Linked DNA regions of Mus musculus: regions 2, 3, 4 and 5 are each linked to region 1. Evidence: chromatin contacts called from public HiChIP or PLAC-seq and promoter capture Hi-C data. All regions are on one chromosome and are shown on one strand. Each heading gives the region's core, a stretch centred on a gene start, on an enhancer-like site or on the middle of the called end of the contact. The rest is flanking DNA. Distances are from core to core; before and after follow the strand shown. Region 1 holds the start of Poldip2 (polymerase (DNA-directed), delta interacting protein 2). Region 2 overlaps 2610507B11Rik (RIKEN cDNA 2610507B11 gene). Region 3 holds the start of Ccnq (cyclin Q). Region 4 holds the start of Unc119 (unc-119 lipid binding chaperone). Region 5 overlaps Foxn1 (forkhead box N1).

Region 1 (2,638 bases), core at 38-2,537:
ATCATTTTCTTTCTCTCCTTGTGTTTATTCAATTATTTTTCATTTTACTCAAGATAACTTTCAACTAGGAAAGATTTAGGACAATTCCACCTAAGTATTTTTTAGTGTCATAGAGTGGACTTTAACTGTCAGTCTTCGTTACCAACCCTACCTCACCACTACCAATGGTAGGTTATTTCTGTGAAAATAATAGATCTGTCCTAGTCAGGATTGGGTTGTGATGCTAAACACTCAGCGGACACTGTATTAGAGGATCTTTTTCTAAGATTCTCTTAAGTCTAAATAGTTGATCATCTACCCTTTGCACTTCTGGCCAGGATATGTTAACTCTGGCAAGGTAAGTTACATGCCAGTTTACCCTATTCCCTACCTTAACATAAGTAAATAGGTCTGAAAAGGAGAAATGACTTCTTTACAATGTCTAGAACTACATGCGACTCAATCCAGATCTTTCAATAGTTTTTGTTGTTGTTACCGTTTCCCTACCCTCACCCCTAAACTGGGGCTTGCACCTTTACCTTTGAGATGGAAGGAAAAAAAATCACTTTTTCCAAACACGATATGCTCACTATTGATATATGGCCCTCAAATGGAGAAACTCAACCTGTCAGATAGTACTGGGCTACAATCTCGACTTCCTAAAAAAATTCACATGGACTTAGGTGGCACTAAAAGAGGACTCAACAAAATCTGAAAATACGTTTTGTAACACACTAAGAATTTTCACGGAAGTTAAGATGGAAGTAGTAAACCTGGGGTTTATGAGAAGGCTTTTGGACTGGATATATGAGAACTCGGTAGGCACTCGAGAGTGATGGGGGGAAAATACGCCTCAGAAGGGATTAGATCTGAAAAGAACGCGGCGACTCTTGAATGGGGACCGCTCACTTCTTTCTCTCAGGTGCTGATGCAGATCTCGGATGAGACGGAATGAAACCAGGCGCCGGGGTCCCGTGGCATTATCACTGCCCGCGTGTTTCTTTCCCAGAGCAGCCTCGAGCTGGGCACGCAGCTTCCGGGGGAGCTGCTCCCGTTCCAGTTCTCCGCCAGGACCCAAAGCGCGAACCAGTCGTTCGCCGGCAAGCAAGGAAGACGCCATTTCTGCCTCACGCTCTGATCAGGTGATCCCAAACTCGGACTTCCGCTCACAGGCGCCGGATGTAGCTGGAGGAGCCCACGCGGCCGCGGGGGGCGGGCCCGAGGGGAGGGGCTTAGGCGCGGGGCAGTGTGGGGCGGGGGCGGGACGGCGCCCCGCCGCGGGTCGGGCCCTGTGTCAGCAGCCGAGCGGGCGCTCGGGCGGGACATGGCTGGTTGTGTGGCCCGACGGGCCCTAGCAGTGGGCAGCCGCTGGTGGTCTCGGTCGCTGGCCACGACCCGAGGGTCGAGGCCACTGTGTGCGGTCGGTGGAGCAGGGGGCCTTCCGCCGGTGGCCACAGCGACGACCCGAAGGCATCTGTCGTCCCGGTGAGGGACGGAGAGAGGGGGCCAGGGAGCCGGGCCCAGAATCTAGGGAGCGTTTTCTACCTAGCTACTAAGGAAGCCAGGAGGCCTGACTCTGTTTGGGCAGCCGGAGTGCCACCTGAGAAAGGGTCCCGAGGAGAGAGCCGACACGGGCTGCTTGGGACATGTGCCAAGAGCAAAGAAGGGAGCACTGCCCAGGGCCCTGGCAGTGCAGGGCAGCTCCGAGGGAGAACAAGTAACGCTTCTTAGGCGAATCCTGCCTCCCAGGCTGGGGTCCCCGGCACCTGGAGTGGGCTGCCATTTAATACAACTACAGGGATCCCCGGGCCCTTTTGGGTCAGTGACTCTCAGAAATATGCTATTCTGTGGGAAACAAGTCGATTTAAGTGTCTACCTTTGTGGGTCCTGTTTCCATGTGACCTTGGGGAGACTGATTTTGCCCATGTGACTTGGGAAATAGGGGTTGAGGCTCGGGGGGGGGGGGGCGGTGTAAACAAAGCCTTGTAGGGATCAGACAGGATTGAAAAGTTGGCTATGAAGTTAACATTTCCAAAGTAACATTACAGTGCTTTGATGGATCCATAGCAAAATTAATCCTATTTAAAAGGATAAGTTGATGGAAATGACCTGATAGTGGTTAAGGGAGGTATTTGCTATTTAAGACAAGTAAATGTGAAAAGACACTGGGTGGAGACACGGCAGTGCTAAGTGTACTGTGTGGGGTACCTTTGAGAATCTAGAAATGCTAGGTCCTGAGGTCAGGGTAAAGACTTAGAATTTACAGCACAGTTGAATGTGTAGGATTGGGAGAATCATGCTGTGTAGCCAGATGGGCCCAGAACCTGTTATTTTCCAGCCTTAGCCTTAAGAGCCCTGGGATTACCGATGTGTGGAACCATTTTTGGTTCAGAACAATTCTTCCAAGTAGCAAATGCCAGGCTTAGTGAGTATACTGCCAAGCAGCAGTGGGTAAAAGTAGAGACAGAAGAACTGCTTGCCTCAGAACAAATGCTTTTTGAGCACCTCTTACACACTAGGCATGTCTCTCAGGTCCTTAATGGACTCAAGGCATGCATACCAGGAACTGAAATGCAAAGTTGGAAGGATGGTTAACATGTGGGGGGGGGGGAAGACCCGGAGGGTGGGTGAAGGTGTGCATTGAAACAGGATATGCAAG
Region 2 (2,638 bases), core at 37-2,536, 240 kb before region 1:
GTACTAAGAGATGGGAGGACCAGGCGTTCTGTGTTAGTGCCCTACTGGGTTTAATATCACTGTGGGTGGAAGGAGAGAAGATGAGATATCCCTGACTCAAAGTGTTGATGGCAGTGTTCTCATCTTTTGCCCGCACTTGCCCTTTTCCTAGTTATACTTTGTGGCTTCCCCTCATCTGTTCTTTGGCTTCTTACAGATGGGTTGTTGCTGTCCCAGAGTCGCCAACGAATTGTCTGCCTCAACTCCCTCAAGGCTAATGTGCAGGTAGCTGCCAAGAACCTATGTCTGCTCTCTTCATGTTGCTGCATGGGCCAGTTCTGGGAATAAAACCCATACTTGGGGTCTTCTCATTCCCAGGTGACCACCATCGACCTCTCAGCTTCTCTAGTTCTGAACACCTGTATCATTCATTACCGACACCAGGAGTTCTCTCACTGGCTCCTTATGCTAGCACTGGAGACCCAAGGAGCCAGTTCACCTGATCTTAAACAAAGAAAGAAAAGGTGAGTCTTAAGTTACCTCTCACCAGGTATACTCTTTTTAGCCTTAAAGTGACGCCTTGTGTTAACTATAGATTTAATTGTCTGAGTTCTGTACATCTTCATTTCAGAAGCAAACCTGTTGTAGATATATCTTTCCTGTTACAGGGATGATATCCTTTGTTGGTATGAAGATACCTTTTTTTTTCTTTTTTTTTTTTTTTTCTGTTTCTTTGAGGAGGATGTCATTTTTATGTTTTCATCCTCGGTACCTAGCACAGTGCCTTACTTACATAAGAGAAGTGGACTGGGGTGAGAAACAGCATCTCACCTGCCCTGGGCTGTGAGCTGGGCTGTGAGCTGGGCTGTGAGCTGTATAGAGTGTGTGTGTGTGTTGCTCTGCACACAGAAAGTGATTTGTAAGGGATGCTTCTTGTGACTAGGATGAACCATGTGATGCTGCCCTATTCATTATATTTGGCTGTCAATGTGTACATTTTGTAATTTTGTCTTTTTTTTTTTTTTCCAGACATAAAAATTCTCTGTGTTTCTCTGTGTAGCCCTGGCTGTCCTAGAACTCACTCTGTAGACCAGGCTGGCCTGAAACTCAGAAATTGGCCTGCCTCTGCCTCCTGAGTGCTGGGATTAAAGGCATGTGCCACCACTGCCGGACAATTTTGGTTTTTTTTTTTTAAACTTTGTCTTCATATCTTTCTGCTGTTCCTTCAGAATACCATTGGGAGGAACAGCAATCTGAAGGACTTCACTTTTTACTTTGTAGCTGTGGCCAGGCCCAAAACTAAACTGTCAGCAGTTTTGAGAACTCTGTTCCTTGACAGGAAGTGGCTATTATAATGATGTCAGTCTTATCCCTGTGTAGAACCTTCCCTCAGATCCTGGCTCCCATTATCTTCAGCACCTCAGTCTCCAATGTCAGCATTTCCATTCAGCTTGGAGATACACCACCGTTTGCTTTGGGGTTCAATTCCATCTCCCTGGGTAAGGCTCAGGGATGGGAAGGGAATGAGGATTTGCCCTTTGGTTATAGCTATGCCTGTTTCATGGCCACGGTGCCTTAATTGACTACCTCCTTACCATGTATTTCAGACTACCAGCACCTCCGGCCACAAAGTATCCATCAGCGAGCAGTGCTAACTGTAGATCATCTCTGCTGGCGTGTGGGCAGTGACTCCCACATTCAGCGGGCACCACATCCACCTAATATGCATGTTTGGGGCGAAGCACTTGTTCTGGATTCCTTCACACTACAGGTAGGTGGGTGCTGTGTGGTGAGTCAGGGCCCACGGAGTGCCCTGTCCTGACACGCATCTGAGGCTGGAGTGTGCCCTTGGTGTGGGGGCTGCATCAGGGTCTCCTAACTGCATCGGCATGGTTTCAGTGGGTTTCCTTTCTTTTCTAGGGAAGTTATAACCAGCCCCTGGGCTTGTCCAGCACCCAGTCCAATACTCTTTTTCTTGACTGTACTATTCGAGGACTTCAGGTAGAAATATCAGACATCTGTGCCCAGTGTCTGTCTCGAGTCCTCTCCTTGGTGATTCCACAATCTGAAAGGTCAGCTGTCTCTAGGAAGTCGTCACTTGGGGAGTCTGTGACCTTACTGTGGAAGGTCGACTTGAAGGTGGAAGACATGAACCTGTTCACTCTTTCCGCACTGGTTGGTAAGTGGAACAAGAAGTCTGCTGAAATTCTTCTTTTCATTAAGGAAGCTTATTATCTGGGTAGCCTCCTTGTTAGAGGGACAAAACGTTAGAAAGGCTTGGATGACAAACTTTGTTCTACTTCTTAGTGTCTATTGAAGAAGGAAGTATTTAAAAAAGACACAATGGGAAAAACTTAACCTTGGCGTGATCAGAGGATGAGGCCTGTGTGGTGTGTCTTTTGATTTTTTTTTCTCAAGACAGTGTTTCTTTGTGTAGCTCTGGCTGTTCTAGAACTGAAGTAGACCAGGCTGGCCTCAAACTCAGATTCTCCTGACTCTGCCTCCCCATGCTGGAATTAAAGGCATGCAACCAGCTTTTTATTTTCTTGTGTATAGTTCTGGAGAGTAAATGATGTATGGATAATTCTAGACACTGAGAAAGTTCATTGACTTTGCCAGGTCTAGTTAGGTAAGAGAAGAGAAAGTTTTCCTAACATAC
Region 3 (2,638 bases), core at 39-2,538, 240 kb after region 1:
CAATATTGATCAGTTTCCAGTATCTCTCCTACTGTAACTTAGAAATACCATAAGGCAGACTCTGGTGCGTTAAACCTTTCCTATATTTTATTTGCATAATTTTTATTATACAAAATAAGATTCTATGTTACACATTCATACTTCCCCTAAGGGTGCAGTTCTATTCTTTAACTTTCCTGTTGGCGACCTGCAATGGTCCATGCCTCAAATGCAGCATCTTCTCAAAGGGCAAAAGCTGATGCAGCCAATTCTAGAAAGCTCTATATGTCCTGCCCACATGGAAGCTCTTAGCATTATTTGAACAAGGGCTGCTGGGGACAAAATGACAGCATGTCATTGCAGTCACCAATGACATCCTCTGCCAGCACAACCAGTCCTCCGAGTGGAGACACGCCATCACAGCAACTTGGTGGAACGATACCCCAGGCCTCCGATCATCCTGGTCTTAGGTCCGGCCTCGGCCAGGGCCTTAGGGGATCTCTGTATCCATAGTATAAATCTGAATGAGATCAGACACAATATTGTCAATGATTGGCTTGGTAAGGTCATCACTAAATACCTGCCACCAAGGCTTCTCGGCCTCACCCTCTGCAGGCACCTCGACTCCATAGACCTGCAGGGCCAGGTAGAGCACAGCCACGGCTAGGTGCTGAGCCTGGAAGCGGAGGCATAGCCCCCCGTGGTAGCTATCTCGTAGCAGAGCCCAAGCTGTAACTGAGATGGGGGTTCGTTGCCAGCTGTAACGATTCAGCCAGTTCTTGAGGGAAATCAAGTAGTGCAGCAGGTACTTGTGTGGATGCTGGAAAGAGACTTGGAAGCGCAGAACTCGTAGCATAAGAAGCTCACATTGTACAATGCTGTCTCGTAGCTCCCAGAAGCGGGAATCCAGCTCCAATGGCTCACTGCCCGGGTTAAAGTACCTGTGCGACACGTTGATGATGTCACGAGTACGCAAGTGTTGCTCCTCCACTTTGCCGGCCAAGTAAATGGAAGACATGGCGACCAGGTAGAGGTCATATGCGTCCAGGTTGATCTCGCAGAAGAACTTATGGTAAATGGTGCAAGCGGTGGCGATGGGGATGGACTGCATGCCTAGCTTGACGCCTGCCTCCATGATAAACCGGGTTACTCGGAAGTGCACCCTCGCCTCGGGAGCCGGCCTCTCCTCGGCTCGCGGCGCCGCCGGCCCGCTTTCGCAGCTGTCTGGCCGAACAGCCTCCATGAGGCCCAGCAGGCCGCCCCGGAAGGAGAAACGCTCCGGCGCGCCGAGGCCGGCTCCGGGGGTCCTCGCGGAGGGGGCGTGCCGTCAAGCGGCCACGCCCCCACCCGTCCTGCCGCCACGCCCACCCTGCTCGGCTTTTCCTCCTATATTAAAAGATAGGCACTCAGGAGCAGCTTGGTGGAGACGAGGAGTGCTATTTTTAAGACATCTGAGAAGATACTACTTTTGATTTAAGGGGCTTTTTCACTGTTCCTGAGAATCCAGGCTATGGAAAGGATGAGAGTCAACTCTCACCCTGGCATTTGCCTCTGTGACCCTGGGGGCTTTGGTTGATCCTCTACATCTCATTCCTTAGGTGCAAGTTGGGGTGGTTGGCTGTCCCCTCCTCATGGAGCTCTTGTGAAAAATGAACGAGTGATGTAGGCAGATCAAATATGCTCCATAAGTTTGGCTTTGATGATTATTTTTCTGAGTCAGGTTTTCTACATTTAACCCAGACTGGCCTTGTACTCTTGATCCTCTTATCCCAGGTGTGCAACACCACACTCAGCGATATTTTGTTTTAATTGAAAAAGAAAGGAAGGAAGGAAAGAAAGAAAGAAAGAAAGAAAGAAAGAAAGAAAGAAAGAAAGAAAGGAAGGAAGGAAGGAAGGAAGGAAGATAGATACATCAGGACATCAGGACAGGGGTTTTCTATTGTAGCCTTGGCTGTCCTGGAACTTGATCTGCAGACCAGGCTGGTCTCCAAATCAGGAGATCTACCTGTCTCTTAGGATTAAAGACATGCACTGCTGCCCACCCCCCCACCCCCCCCCCCATCCTGCTACCATCACCCAGCTCATGACCTTTAGCTATTACTAATTTGTTTTGAGGAATCTTTCATTTTCATTTATGTCTTTATATATCTGTATGAATTAAGACTTTTGTAAAGTGGGAAAAAACACCCTAAGCCATAGGGATTCCAAAGAGAGGTATATGCATTAGACGATGTACCAGACATGGATTTCTCAATCTTAGCGTTCTTTAGCCCCCAAGAAAAGCAGTACCCCACAACTTCTACATTTCTCATTTGGCCACTTGTAGCACACGGTTATCTTCCTCTTTAAATGTTACCGATTAAGACTACATTCTCAAATTTTATTTATTTTTTGTTTGTTTTGTTTTTGGAGACTGTTTCTCACTATATAGCCCAGGCAGACCTGAAACCTGTTATATAGATCAGGCTGGCCTCACAGAGATCTGCCTGACAAGTGCTGGGATTAAAGGTGTGAGCTTTCACATGCTGTGGAAGACACTATGTTGGTAGTTCTGGGGACAGATAGAATCCAGCACATTACTCGTGAACTAAATGCCCTGCCCACTTCAGTATGATTTTTTTTTTTTTTTTTTTTTTACTATGTCAGAGGATCTTATTGA
Region 4 (2,638 bases), core at 92-2,591, 170 kb before region 1:
CCCTTCCCCTCCTAGTCCACTGGCTTGCTCCTCCATGCCTACAAGCCTCAGAAGGTACCCTTCCTGATCTCCATATCTGGCTCGAACTTGAAAGCCTTTGTGTGCCTACCTCTGGACAGGGGTACTTTGTCCTTGCAGCCTGTCAGCACAGCATACAAACGCACTGAGAGGTGAATTTAGGGGAGTACTTGAGTTGAATTGTAGCCCTGTCCTCTCCACTTCTGAGACCACCTCCCTCCTTCCTCAGCTTCTTGACTGGCGTCACCCACTGGGGACAGCCTGGTCTAGGAGGCAGTGGCTTAGGATCTTCTACCTTGTGGCTAAGGTTCCCCTCTACCCTTTCAGAGAGGTAGTGTGGAACAGGAGAAAACATTTCTGACTTGGAACCCAACAGGCCTGAATCAGACTCCGGCTTCTGCACTTAACAGACTAGAGAGCATCAGCTAAGCCGCTCCTCGCTCCTCACCTGAGCCTCAGGTTTCCATTGGTGGGAAAGCACTGATGATGTCACCCTCAGAAAGGGGCTGGATTAAATGTGATAAGCCTGTAAAAGTGTTCTGTATATTGGGCTCTTTAAAAACATACATTAGACTGTTATTAAACGTTGGTTGAATATGAGTTGATATGGATGACCATAACTCGTTCTTGTGTGAGAAGCAGACTGACCTGTTCTAGCTCACCATGTGTTCTTCCTGCCTCCCGTCCTGAGCATCCTGGGGACGGCTCGACACCTGGGCTGTGCTGCCTGCATGTTGTAGGGTGCCTGCGGATTGTAGGGTGCCTGAAGCAGCTTTTAGCAGGAGTTCTAGTGGGGAGTAGCTTGAGCCAGTGACAGCCCTGGGATAGCAACTCAATTCAACAAAGGAAAATACTGGGTGGGTACTGGCTGCAAGGAGCTGTGTGGTAGTGCTAGGGTGTTACGAGGAACAGTGTATAGAGCATCTCTGCTTTCATAGAGCTGACCTTTGAGGAGGAAGGGTCAGGGAACAAGCAAGAATTTCACTTAATGTATTACAAAAAAAAAAGGGCTGGTTAGCTGGAAATTGAGAAGAAGTACTTTAGAACTGGGTGGGTTGAGACCTGGGCTGAAGTCAGGACAAAGGTATCAGGGAAAGACCTTGAGGTTGGAACCCAGGAGAGAAAGAGGAGAGGTATTCGGTAACTACATTGTCAAAAAGAATCTACATTGTCAAAAAGTTCACAAGGACCCCCAGGATTCTGGCTCCCCCGCTGGAGACGCCAGGCGGTGGGCGGGGTATGTGTGACCCGCCTCCCGTGGGCGTGACCAAGGCGGGACGGCACCTGGGGCCCGGCCGGGGGTGGGGCGGCGGACGCTCCCCCTTCCCCTGGCTCCAGCCGGCGCAAGCAGCGGCGGCGGTGGCAGCGGGCGAGGATCTGCGGCCCCGCGAGGCCATGAAGGTGAAGAAAGGCGGCGGCGGGACCGGGTCGGGGGCGGAGCCCGTTCCAGGGGCCTCGAACCGGAGCGCGGAGCCCACGCGGGAGCCTGGGGCGGAAGCTGAGTCCGGGTCCGAGTCGGAGCCGGAGCCAGGCCCGGGGCCCAGGCTGGGGCCGCTGCAGGGCAAGCAGCCCATCGGGCCGGAGGATGTGCTGGGGCTGCAGCGGATCACGGGTGGTGAGCACCGGCGAGGGAGCGCCACCCGCGGGCTGGAGGGAGAGCGCGGGAGGGGGCCCACGAGGCTCAGAGTCCAGCCCCCACCCCTCCCCCACGCAGTGCCCCTCCTCTGTATCCCCTTACTCTCTCTCTCTTTGCCTCCAAGCCTGAAATCTCTGTGCTCTTTCCCTTGGTCTCTTGATGCGCCCCCTCCTCTCCTTGAAGTGGCTTCTTTTCACCCCACTCCTTCTTTTTCAAGGGGCCCACCCCTTTTCCCATGGTGGAGGTGGGGCAGCAGCTGCATCTGTAACCCTTTCCCCAGTGGAGTCTTCGGAACCCTTTGAGGGTGCTCGCACAGAGGAGTGTGCCTCATTGCAGGCTGTCTTCAGTGGCCACATCAGGCTAGGTGGAGGCAAGGAAAACCTTCAGGCTCCCTGACCGACCGTTATAGCCCTCACTCTGCTTCCCCGAGGAAGGCTGAGGCCATACTCTGCCCAGGAACATTGCTGATACGGGTGCTTCCGTCTGTTGGCTGTGGGCCCTGTGATGGAAGCAAGTGCGTGACCCCCCTCCCCCCAAGTCAGGACTTGTTCTTTTTCCAGGGCTCTCTCATCAAGGGAAGGCTAGTCTCCACTGAAACTGAGTTTCTGAGCTGTGCTACCTGGATTAGAGTCCCAGAGTTTGCCCGGAAATTGGCTGTGTGACCTTGGGGATGTAATTTCATTTGCAGGAGCATGTTTGCTTTTTTTTTTTTTTTTTTTTTTTTTTCCCATCTGTAAAATGGGAACAAGAACAATGTTACCTCCCTCAAGGTTATTGTGAAAAATAAAGCCAGTCTTCTGATTTTGGACAATGTTTGGCATGCTGTGCACGCTGTCAACAGGGTTCCTTTATCAACAGTGTTGGAAGCTACATAGGACTGTTCAGAGTGGCTGCCTGCAGGCAGATAAGTGATCGTTCAGGGCCAAGGCAGGCACCGCTACAGACAGTGCACAAGGACTAGAGAGTCTTCTGGCAAAAGGTTGG
Region 5 (2,638 bases), core at 55-2,554, 150 kb before region 1:
AAGGCCCTGGGGGGAAGCAATGGGCTGCTGGTGGGGGTGGCAACATGGAGGATGACGTCGGCGACGAGGTCACCAATACGAGGGGGTCCAGGGCCAAGCTGTCATCCTTCAGCTGCTCCCACAGATTTCCTAGTCGGGGAGAGGGAAGAAGCCTCATCATTGGCAGGCCATAGAGAGTTAAGCCCAGTCTGTCTCCCACCCAAGTACCTCAGAAGCCTCAGAGAACAGGAGTCTGGTGATGCGGACTGGAAGCCTATCTTGGCATCCACTCTGGGACCTCAAGTAATCACTGAACTTTTTTTTTTTTTTCCTGAGCCTCAGAGTCCAGCTCCGAGCTCCAAGGTAGCACGGTGTAAAAGCCATAGATGCAGGCGACCCCTATGAAAGGGTCATCAGACTTTCCATCGGGGTCGCGACCCAGAGGTTGAGAACCACTGCCATAGTTGCAGGTAACCTCTGGGCCTCTTCGAGAAGAACAGGGTACTAGATTAAGGTTAAGGATTTGCCCATTTGAAGGTTGTTGCAAAGCTCTTCTTGGAAGCGGCCTAGAGGCCCCCCTGAACCTCTTCACTCAGGCTTCTGCCTTGGTTCCCAAAGGTTGATTTGCCGCCTACAGTCTTCCCACAGTGCACCACCGAACTTGATGAGGTACACAGGTCTGGCTCCCTAGACCCTCCTCCCCGCCCCCTCACAGGACCCAAGGTACAGGGATAGAACCAGAAAGGACACTTGACTCTGAGGAACAAACAGTGCTGTCACTGAGTTCCTCCTAGGGTCGTGTGACCTGCCGCGTGGCAGGCCAGTGACTGGAGTCGCTGCCTGGAACATCATCACCGCAGGGTGGAGAAAGAGACCTGACAACGCTGGCTGCTCTTGGCCACCTGGGTTCAACTCCTTCTTTCTGGCCCAGCGACCTTGAGTGGATGTATCTCTCTGTATAGTATTGTTTGCTAGGTCCAGATGGGAAGAACATATGTAAAGCTGTTTGCAAGATGCCTGGTACTCAGTAGGAGCTTGAGTGGGTATTAATTAAGGGTTTTGTGATGCTGGGGTATTGACCCTAACTAAGGATTGGTGCATGCTAGGCAAACGCTTTACCCCCTACCCACATCTCTAGCCTTCTGATAGAATTTATAGTATCCCACGTCCACATAGCCTCCTCTGCAGCCGCCTGTTCTCTGCAGCCGCAGCAGGTCTGGAATGAAGGTCTATGTGAAGTTTATTTCTAACAGTCTAAGGTATAGATCAACAGCCTCCTCCAAAAAGGCTTGCTCGGTACACTACAGTTCAAACGGGAAGGGGCGGGGCTTAGAAGGGTAGAGGGTGGGGCTTGGCTGCCTGTAGGATGGAGCGGGCAAGATGGAGGAGAATGTAAAGATTCACCTCTCTGGGCTTGTACCCTCAAATCTCTCTAGGACATGCTTAGCTCTGAGGTCTTCCATTCCATAGAAAGTCTGTCTCCTGAAGTGAAAGCTAAATTCTGATAAAACGCAAATGATTTTGGAACGTTTAGCCTCCCAGTCCCTCACAGTCAAGTACACCAATGGAACTTCCGGCTTTTCCCAGCTTTGTCAGATGAGCGGTTTGATGATGAAGCCATCTGGTACATGATCAGAGTACCAGGAGGGGGGAGATGGGGGAAAGAGCCTTTTAGCTCATGATCTGGAGGGCAGGGAGCAAATGCGAATTTAACATTCCTAGTCATCCGCCTCAGGTGACAAGAAACTCAGGAGCCAGCAGGTGGCAGCCTAGAGACATGAAGAGGCTAGGCCACGCAGCCAAGAGCACCTCTCTAGTCCTGTCCCACCCTTCCCAGCTCCCAGCTCCCAGCTCACCCTGGAAGTCGAAGTCAGTGAGAGAAGGGTTGATAGCATCCAGGTCAGTCCCAAGGTCTCCATCTGGCAGTAGAGTATCGTGCATGGTCCTGGCTGAGGAAGGCTCAGCCATCAGCTTGGCACCGTGGCTGGGTGGTGTGTGGGCAGGTAGAGGTGAGTCCTGGGGGGTGCCTGGCTGGGCCTGCAGCTCAAGATGCCCATCTGGCTGTGGGAACAATGGCTGCTGGTGTCCAGAAGGGGCCAGGCTGGGGGAAAGGTGTGGGTAGGTCTGCCCATAGCAGGAGGGAGCATGGCCACCCAGTAGGTCCTGCAGGGGGTTCTTGCCAGGCATGGGGCCTGGAGCTGGATGCATTGGGTGCAGAGGCTGGGAAAGACCAGCTGATGGTGCCATGGGCCGGATGGGACCTGGGCCTGCCAGCCCAGGGGGTGGACAGCCCAGCAGCGGAGAGCCCAGTTTTTCCCTTTTGTCTCCAATGAGGCTGTCCAGCTCTTCTGCAAAGGCCCAAAAGAAAACACCATGAGGCCTCTCTCCTTTGTAGCCTCCCAGCCCAGACCCCCCTCCCTGTATCCCTCTCTCCCCAGGCTCTGCTCTTCTTCATTCTGGTACCCAGGTCCCTTGGCCTTTCTCACACAGGCCTGACAGCCTCACCTGGTTTGGCCATGCTTTTGCGCACAGCAATGGGGTCTTTCCTCTTCCACTTCTGCAGTTCTTCCTGCATCTTGTCGATTTTGGAAGGATTGAGGGCCCACAGACAGCCCTTTCGAGAGGAACTTCCGGATTTATTCTCCACCTTCTCAAAGCA

The links. Promoter capture Hi-C pulls out the DNA fragments that hold promoters and counts their contacts. HiChIP or PLAC-seq counts read pairs in DNA pulled down with a chosen protein or histone mark.
Region 2: an H3K4me3 HiChIP or PLAC-seq map of bone marrow-derived macrophages shows a contact between it and region 1, with 2.8 times the contacts expected there. The contact joins the enhancer-like site here to the promoter of Poldip2 in region 1. A contact is called at or near these places in 1 of 39 promoter capture datasets (liver), 3 of 484 Hi-C or Micro-C datasets (embryonic stem cells and natural killer cells), 1 of 115 datasets of contacts at active chromatin or transcription factors (bone marrow-derived macrophages) and 2 of 9 other capture datasets (adipose tissue and pancreatic islet).
Region 3: a contact with region 1 is called in an H3K4me3 HiChIP or PLAC-seq map of embryonic stem cells, with 19 read pairs. The contact joins the promoter of Ccnq here to the promoter of Poldip2 in region 1. A contact is called at or near these places in 1 of 39 promoter capture datasets (macrophages), 7 of 115 datasets of contacts at active chromatin or transcription factors (the SCID.adh cell line, bone marrow-derived macrophages, embryonic stem cells and 1 more) and 4 of 9 other capture datasets (adipose tissue, liver, macrophages and 1 more).
Region 4: a contact with region 1 is called in a promoter capture Hi-C map of the SN4741 cell line, with 4 times the contacts expected there. The contact joins the promoter of Unc119 here to the promoter of Poldip2 in region 1. A contact is called at or near these places in 8 of 39 promoter capture datasets (the 3T3-L1 cell line, the HPC-7 cell line, HPC-7-derived erythroid cells and 3 more), 1 of 15 datasets of contacts at CTCF or cohesin (the NIH/3T3 cell line), 16 of 484 Hi-C or Micro-C datasets (the AML12 cell line, the Ba/F3 cell line, the C2C12 cell line and 8 more), 11 of 115 datasets of contacts at active chromatin or transcription factors (the SCID.adh cell line, bone marrow-derived macrophages, embryonic stem cells and 2 more) and 5 of 9 other capture datasets (adipose tissue, embryonic stem cells, liver and 2 more).
Region 5: a contact with region 1 is called in a FOXA1 HiChIP or PLAC-seq map of pancreatic cancer cells. The contact joins the enhancer-like site here to the promoter of Poldip2 in region 1. A contact is called at or near these places in 4 of 39 promoter capture datasets (the 3T3-L1 cell line, the HPC-7 cell line and embryonic stem cells), 1 of 15 datasets of contacts at CTCF or cohesin (the NIH/3T3 cell line), 16 of 484 Hi-C or Micro-C datasets (the AML12 cell line, the Ba/F3 cell line, the C2C12 cell line and 7 more), 10 of 115 datasets of contacts at active chromatin or transcription factors (the SCID.adh cell line, bone marrow-derived macrophages, embryonic stem cells and 1 more) and 1 of 9 other capture datasets (adipose tissue).

What each region holds. Positions count from the first base shown.
Region 1 is chr11:78,511,009-78,513,646 of GRCm38.p6, forward strand. Poldip2 (polymerase (DNA-directed), delta interacting protein 2) reads left to right here and starts at 1,288. Exons shown (of 11, transcript NM_026389.3): 1 at 1,288-1,464. The coding sequence starts at 1,304. Tmem199 (transmembrane protein 199) reads right to left here and starts at 1,160. Exons shown (of 6, transcript NM_199199.3): 1 at 889-1,160. The coding sequence starts at 1,099.
Region 2 is chr11:78,266,740-78,269,377 of GRCm38.p6, forward strand. 2610507B11Rik (RIKEN cDNA 2610507B11 gene) reads left to right here. Exons shown (of 39, transcript NM_001002004.2): 10 at 197-264; 11 at 358-503; 12 at 1,360-1,478; 13 at 1,587-1,750; 14 at 1,900-2,158. Among named protein-coding and RNA genes, the nearest start is that of 2610507B11Rik, 6.3 kb to the left of the region's middle. Within about 2 kb of position 1,287, at least 2 of the 459 cell types and tissues checked have an H3K27ac peak or open chromatin away from gene starts, as enhancers often do. A contact at or near this core is called in bone marrow-derived macrophages, where this site is marked.
Region 3 is chr11:78,750,441-78,753,078 of GRCm38.p6, forward strand. It overlaps Ccnq (cyclin Q), which reads right to left and starts at 1,289. Exons shown (of 1, transcript NM_197989.1): 1 at 66-1,289. The coding sequence starts at 1,222. The coding sequence ends at 470.
Region 4 is chr11:78,342,154-78,344,791 of GRCm38.p6, forward strand. Unc119 (unc-119 lipid binding chaperone) reads left to right here and starts at 1,342. Exons shown (of 5, transcript NM_011676.3): 1 at 1,342-1,633. The coding sequence starts at 1,414. Pigs (phosphatidylinositol glycan anchor biosynthesis, class S) reads left to right here. Exons shown (of 12, transcript NM_201406.1): 12 at 1-623.
Region 5 is chr11:78,358,942-78,361,579 of GRCm38.p6, forward strand. It overlaps Foxn1 (forkhead box N1), which reads right to left. Exons shown (of 9, transcript NM_008238.2): 7 at 2,485-2,638; 8 at 1,836-2,327; 9 at 1-129. Among named protein-coding and RNA genes, the nearest start is that of Gm30367, 12 kb to the right of the region's middle. Within about 2 kb of position 1,305, at least 141 of the 459 cell types and tissues checked have an H3K27ac peak or open chromatin away from gene starts, as enhancers often do. A contact at or near this core is called in the Ba/F3 cell line, the C2C12 cell line, the G1E-ER4 cell line and 7 more, where this site is marked.